Linked DNA regions of Sus scrofa: region 1 is linked to region 2. A link is a contact called in public Hi-C data. All regions are on one chromosome and are shown on one strand. Each heading gives the region's core, a stretch centred on a gene start, on an enhancer-like site or on the middle of the called end of the contact. The rest is flanking DNA. Distances are from core to core; before and after follow the strand shown.

Region 1 (3,512 bases), core at 801-3,300, 71 kb before region 2:
ACTGGAGTTATTGAATCAGCATTACCCTGACTATGCCCTACAATTCTGATGAAGCTGCAATGAAAACATAAAATGATACATACTAAGGAAGTTACAAATGCTCTGGGAGAGTGCTAGAACCAGGGAGTACCATAGATTCTCAGAGGACACGTATATTTACATAATATGTAAACAAAGAGATTACCTAATGAATTTCAGCCAAACTGATTCAATGTAATTTTCTCTGTTTGATAAACACAAATGAGTCAGGGACAAATCTGTAATATGAGAAAATTATAGGCATCTGTCTTTGTTTTGAAAGAGATTCCTTTTCAAGGAAATGTATGGCTTAGAGGTGCCCCAACTAATACATATTTTATTTAAATATCAAATGGCTAAATGAAGAGTGAAGACGAAAATCACTATTGTAGAATGAATTTTATAGCTGGTTTACAGTGTTCTGTCAATAAGCCAGCTATAACGGAAAAAATGAAAATCATTATATATAAAAAAGAATGAATTTTAAATGGATCTGAATTTTTATTTACAAATATAATTTGTAAACAGAAATCAATTTTGAATTTTATAGTTCTGTTACTGAATCCAAGCTCCTGCGGCTCATTGCACAATGGGTCAATAAATCAAGAGATAAGGTGTGGGTGCAAGGAATAGTGACTTTATTTGGAAAGCCAGTATATCCAGAAGATGGTGGACTAGCATCCTAAAGAACCATCTTACTCACGTTAGAATTCAAGCTTTTTTAATACTAAAAAGGGGAGGGGGTGTGGCTGGTTGTTGCAAATTTCTTGGCACAGGAATCCTTTGCTCTTGCCACCACCCAGATAAGTCTGGTCAAAATGTTCCTATAGATCTCCAACAAGACAAGTGTCTGTCCTGCAACTTTTTTTTATCTCTATAAAAATGGAAAAGTGCTGTACCTTCAAAGGTAAAAGCCTTGAAAACACGCTATCATGTGGCTATCATGTATATTTCAGGCTATAGGAAATATTCTTTCACAAAGGTGCAGAGCCAGCATGACTAAGCACAGGGACAGAGCACAAGGGTTAGAACTAAAGAAATAGACATGACATGGAAAAGTTTGTTCTTCTCTGTTACAATTCTGGAACAAAAATATCTCAGCATTTTCAACTGTTAGGTTGTTCCTGCAGTATATAACGAGGATTAGTGGTACTGATAAGTTCTTACTTTCACCTAAAGGCCTTAGAGAGTCAGATGCTTTGTTTCTAATGCTGGAAGATGCTTTGCTTTTCTCTAATATTTTTATGTTTTAAATATCTAAATTATATTTATGTTTTATTAAGTCTTAATATGGATTTGTCCTGAGTATTATCATACTTGACTTTGCAGTTTTTCTTCCTTATATTTTTTGAGGGATAAAGATTACATTATTCTTTTTTGATTTGAGGGATATCCACTTAGGATATTTTTTTCAATCCTCAGTGGCCTTAGTTCAGGACTTAATAGAATTAAATAGCCAAAGAAGAATATAATATAATCTCTATAATTATAGCTTAGATTATTACTCAAATTTTATTGACATTTATGGATATAAAGGTATATGGATATAAGGCTCAAAAAGGATACAAAGCCCCCCCCAAATATTTTAGTACTATGAGTCTTAATATTAATTATCAAAAAATGTCATTTCTTTATCTGAGAATTCCTGCTACTATTTATATATAAATTATCAACTTTAAAAATCATCATTATTTGTGGAAACAGTAAGTGCACTTTTATATGCAGGCAACAAATGAAAGTTTAAACATATAAAGCACATCACAAGGAAATTTTTATTTTAAGTTATAGCTAGAATTCTACCTATACTTGAAGATACTATAAAACATTAACCCATAAGATATTAGCAAAAAAACAGATGGTATTTGCCTAAGACTACTATTTTTATGCTGATTAAACATAATGGACCCTGAAATAACTAAATGATCATTATTCACAAACAAGCTCAGAGCTACCAAAAATTAAAATAAAGTATATATTCGGTCTTCAGTTTTCCAAATGCTGAATCTGAACACCTGAACAAATATTTGAAAGTCCCTGGGTCCAAAGCCAAACTTCTGTGCATTTGTTGCCAGCTGCTAAAATACTGGTATCAACTCTCTGACCTACTATTTCAAAAATTATATGTATGGCAGCTAATCCCTTTTCTCTTCCTTTTTATTTTCTTCTTTATATTCATATCCCTCTCTCTGCCCTTCCTTTCCTAAGCAATTCCATCCAAGCAAGAAAGGTAGGAGTCTACAATGGAATAGGTGGGGGAGGGGGAGGATAGCTGCAGTGGCAGAGCTGACTGTCAGAGTCCAAGCAGGGTAGGAAAGATGTACCCATAGGTCAGATGAGGAAGGATGAGGAGTTAGTATCTAAGTGAGTGAAAAGGGTGACCTGGGAAGGAGGAGAGGGGTTGGGTTTCAAATGTAAAGTGAAATAGTTTCTCTCCAGTGGGGCCACTCCCATTTTCTTTAATCAAAGCTTGCAAAGTAAACCTTTTCCTTCATCCTTTTACTCTTTCTTTTTTTTTCCTTAGTCACACTATAAAATTCCACAGAGGTTTACTTATAAAAAGACTGATTAAGGAATGGGGGGTAAGTGATTCAACAAGGATCCATAAAAAGTCTTCTCTTCTAATTTGTTTAATTGTATGATTCTGAAAAACTACTTTAGTTTCCCTTTGTTTATATTTTCTCATTTGTACAATTGAATGGTGTAATTTTTCTTTCCCAATCTGTGGAAATGCTAAAGACTCAATATTTCCTTGGAAAGATTTTGGCACTCAGTATATACTACACAACAATACACACTCTTGGGAAGCATTTTACCCAGTGTGGAGATTAGTACCATCATTGACTCTGGATTGATGACACATTTAGGCTAAAATCCAGGAACCAGCCAATTCTCAGTGGTCACTAATGCACATTAATAACTTCCATAGTTTTCTAGAATATGCAAAAGAAAACTAGAAAGGATGAGAAATTATGATTTGCACTTTTGTTCTCCAAACTATTTTCTTATCACCTTTCAGATGTCAAATCCAGTTTATATGGATTATACAAACCACATAGTATTTTTTTTTTTGTCAAAAGCAATTATTTAACAATTGATTTGGGGTTTTTTTGGCATTAATAACTTTTCTATATTAATGACACAGTCTCTTCCAATTTGAGTTTAAATTTAAAAACCTATAAATAACAGTCACAAATTCCTTAGGTCACTGGAATAGATATGTCTTGGAGTTGCAGTTACAGCATACCAAGTGCTCTCTGTTGAAGATGTCAGATGACAATCCGTAGACAAGGTCCAGCATACATGGATATGAGCTCGGTCAGGTTGACAAAGTTTTCAGCTAATAATTGAACTAGATTTCTAATATAGGAGGCAAGATGTCTTGAGCTCAGCCCAGACCCCACCCTTGCCTATGTATTGACCCAGATCTAATTCATACATTTATTTACTGGCTTAGTTTTAGCACATATTACAATTTGCTTATGATTTAACATAAG
Region 2 (3,789 bases), core at 360-2,859:
GTGAAAAGAAAATAAACTGAAAGAGAAAACATATATGGGAAACTAAGATATGTTACTCATGTAAGAATATAATTTGGTCTGTTTTATGAACATTAGGTATGATATTTAACTGGTCTTCAGAATAACTGCATATCAAACCATCTAAACCTGATGATAAATGTCTTGTTCAAATAATGATTCTCCACATAGTTCAATGGCCTTTTGCCCAAACTGACTCCTGTGAGGAAAAGGGAAGCTCTGAGTTTAGAGGAGGAACCTGACATACAAAGCAAAATAAAAATCAGTTACAAGCCTTTTAAAATGTATGTTTCCCCTAAATTCATTATTTCACCTTTTGGATAACAGCTCTATTTTTTTTTTTCACCTTGAAAAGAAATCCACACAGAGTTTTTATTTAGTCTCTGTGACTTGATAACTTGCGTGATTGGTTGGTCTATTTCTCTTTCCTTCTGATGGTTGTTCATTAAGTCATAAAATACTACTATAGTTGTTGTATTGAAGTAGTCAAGTGAAATAGAATATTGTTTCTCTCTTAAACGTTATTTTCTGCCAACACAGCACACTTGTCAAAGGCACTGAATATTTCAGAAATAGGCATCACATAAATATATAAATAACTAGATAAATAACTGCCAAAACACTGTACATTATTTGGAGATAAATGTGAGCGTGCTGCAAAATGCAAGATTAATACTTAACATCTTTTAGACAATGTTTTTAAGCTAAGAAGTAGGTATCATTAAGATGAGATTCTAGAACAGAATTTTATAATATTTAAAAGTTCTTATTGTTCAATGAGTATTTTCTTTCTTGCTTTTTTTTTTTTCCTTTTAGGGCTGTGTCTGTGGCATATGGAAATTCCTAGGCTAGGGGCTGAATCAGAGCTACAGCTGCTGGCCTACACCACAACCACAGGAACACCAGATCCCAACCCACTGAGCAGGCCAGGGATCAAACCCATATCCTCATGGATATTAGTCAGATTCGTTTCCGCTGAGCCACAACAGAACTCCCAGTGAGTATTTTCTAATAGCTAAGTAAAAATATAGCATGATCCAACTCTGTAAAAAGACTGAATGATTAAATAATTATAAAAATCAAAGACCCCTCTGTTCATGTTAGGAAGCATTTTGAGCTGCACTGTAAATAAGGGCTGGAAAGAACATCTTCAACTCAAGAAGCAATTAAGACCAATGCAGCATCGTTTTTGGAAAGCTAAAATGATTATGAGCTTGAATATGAAAATTATAATGCCCAGTTCTCTCAGACAAATGTTGTAGATACCATAAATTAGACACCTATGGTTGAGAAAAAGAAGATCAAACAAATATTGTGGGCCTTGAATCATGACAAGTCAATGCAATAGTGTGTTTTATTTTGGAGGGCAATTCCATATGTTAGTAGGCCAGATCTGTCAGGTCCACTGGCAGGCCATCCTGCTGTGCTTATCCTGAGTGTAACACACATCATGCAGGGATTTGGATGTAGAGAAACCAGGGATACTTCCACTATGTGTCATGATCATGAGAAGGGCAGAGCCTGGCTGCTGTTGACAGTCAGGGATAGTATGAGCTGGCTTTCTGGAATGGTAGCAGCAGAAAATTCAGTCAACATATTTTGACCTTCAGAGTTATTCAGGCACATTCTGATCTCACCAAATGGGCTGATAAGGGTGAAGTACAAACTTGGCGTCCAACAGCTGTTTCCAAACAACCAATTGGAGGCGGGGCAAAAGATTGCTTTTTTCTGTTTTTAGATACAGTCTGTGCCTTTCAAGGCTAAGACTTCAACAGCAATTTTTCCATTGCATAAAACACAAAGAGCTATCCTTTTAAATGTATCAGCACACAGCAAGGCAATGAAAAAAAAAAAAAAAGGAAGGAAAAGAAAGAAAGAATAACTTAAATGCTATGGGGTGAAACCAACCAGGATCTGAGGCCAAAGCACTATGTGAACATTAGATTATGCAGTTGATTCAATTCAAATTCAAGTCAAGCTGGTTCAATGTTTCACTTAAAATCTTTTGTCCTTTTTTGCTTGTTCCTTATCATGAAATCTGATCTATTTGTAGGTTTAATGCAGGGGACAGGGAAAAGGCTGACCTAACCTTAGTATTATAGGGGATTGCACTAAATGTGGGAGTGAGAGCAATAATTCCACAGCTTCCTACTTGGAAATGGGCCCAGCTTGAAGAAATAAAAATAGAAGTGTCTGAATGCAACTAAAAAGCTCAGCCACATGGAATTAAAATGCCAGTTCCCTTCAGCCTTTCTTTTTCTTTTTCCCCAGTCATCAGAATTTCAGAGCCTACAAATTAAAAGGCTCCTGCAGTCAGTATCTTTTTTGGTTACCCATCGCTTGAAGTGACATTGATCCAATATGACTGCGTATCTAGTATGCAGTATACTATATGTACATATACTGCATATACAACATACAATAGCTTAAACCCTATTATTCTCATTTCTTCTAAACAACGATCAGGTTTAAAATGTAAATAAATATATAAATATGCCTAAGGGGCACTTAAACTCCAGGATAGTAATTAGTTAGCAGATGGTCATCCTTATGATTCCAGAATGTACTTATATTAACTTTCTTTACTTTCTAAATAAACACAACACTTCAAATTGAAAAAGGAAAAAAAAAATTCCTAATGTTTTACCAATCTCTGGTTCTAATTTGCCCAAGGGCTGCATTTAGCATATTTTCAGTATCATATATTCAAAGTAGAAGAACTGGAAACAAAAAACAGATTTAGGAAACTAAGAGTTACCATTCGCATGCAGGAGATGATAATTTGGTGTATCCCATGATCACTACATACCTTAATTGTTTTTATGAATACGTCCATGTTTTAACTGATGTCTTCTGAATAATAGATATATCTTGATCCTTTCAGAAAAAAATGAACTTCTCTTTCTCTCCAGCATATGCTAGTGTGTTTTGCCTGAACAGGATGTCTTTGAAATTAAGGGGCATTCTTTGCTTAAAAGAGGTATTTAGGGTGCAAGGAGGAATGAGAATCTGACCCAGGCCATTTTAAACCCATGTTTATCTAGCCTTCATCATTTTCTCCTTTAACATATGAATATAGTTTCCAAAACCACAAACCTCACAAGTGTTTAGATCCCAGACTTGTAAACAGGTTTGATTTCCTTTTATTGAGCGTCTTCCTTCCTCATCCCTTATTGCATTCAGCTGGCTCTAATTCCTTTTCATGTACTTAAAGAAATGAAATATTTTGTCTGAATTAAGAATAATCATGTGTTTGAGAAGATCAATCATGAAACAACAGAAAAGTGAATTGTTTTCAATGGATCTGTTTACAGTGACTGAGCAACTAGGGTTTAGATGAATAAATAAAAAGGCCAGTAATTTTATTGAGTTATATTGTTCAATTTCAATTGTGTCTCTTAACATAAACAGCTCAGTGATTGATGTATTATTGAATATTTGAGGAGTGTGTCTGTAATGAATATGTTTATGAATGACCCTCTGAAAGTAAATCAATGTTAGAAAGAGACCTTTGTTGATTTGTTAGAGTTTAGATGATTGCAAATTAAACTTTAAAATGTCCAGATTTTAACACTGAGTGCTTTCATATTTAAAAGGGGAAATACAAGTACTAGAAAAGCAAAAGAGCCAATGATTTATAGAAAAAAGAAAGAAAAAAGAATTCTTATTAACCTTTCTCAGCATCCAAGGTCATTATTTGGAACCATCCTTAAGAACATCATCACATCATCATGACCTAGCCAAATAAATTAGTGTCTTTACCCAAACATG

What was found. A called contact is a pair of places that touch in the nucleus more often than the background predicts.
Region 1: a contact with region 2 is called in a Hi-C map of liver, with 2.7 times the contacts expected there. The contact joins two enhancer-like sites. A contact is called at or near these places in 3 of 47 Hi-C or Micro-C datasets (embryonic fibroblasts, liver and skeletal muscle).

What each region holds. Positions count from the first base shown.
Region 1 is chr1:24,457,166-24,460,677 of Sscrofa11.1, forward strand. No RefSeq gene overlaps it. Among named protein-coding and RNA genes, the nearest start is that of CITED2, 700 kb to the right of the region's middle. Within about 2 kb of position 2,051, at least 2 of the 83 cell types and tissues checked have an H3K27ac peak or open chromatin away from gene starts, as enhancers often do. A contact at or near this core is called in liver, where this site is marked.
Region 2 is chr1:24,529,057-24,532,845 of Sscrofa11.1, forward strand. No RefSeq gene overlaps it. Among named protein-coding and RNA genes, the nearest start is that of CITED2, 620 kb to the right of the region's middle. Within about 2 kb of position 1,610, at least 28 of the 83 cell types and tissues checked have an H3K27ac peak or open chromatin away from gene starts, as enhancers often do. A contact at or near this core is called in liver, where this site is marked.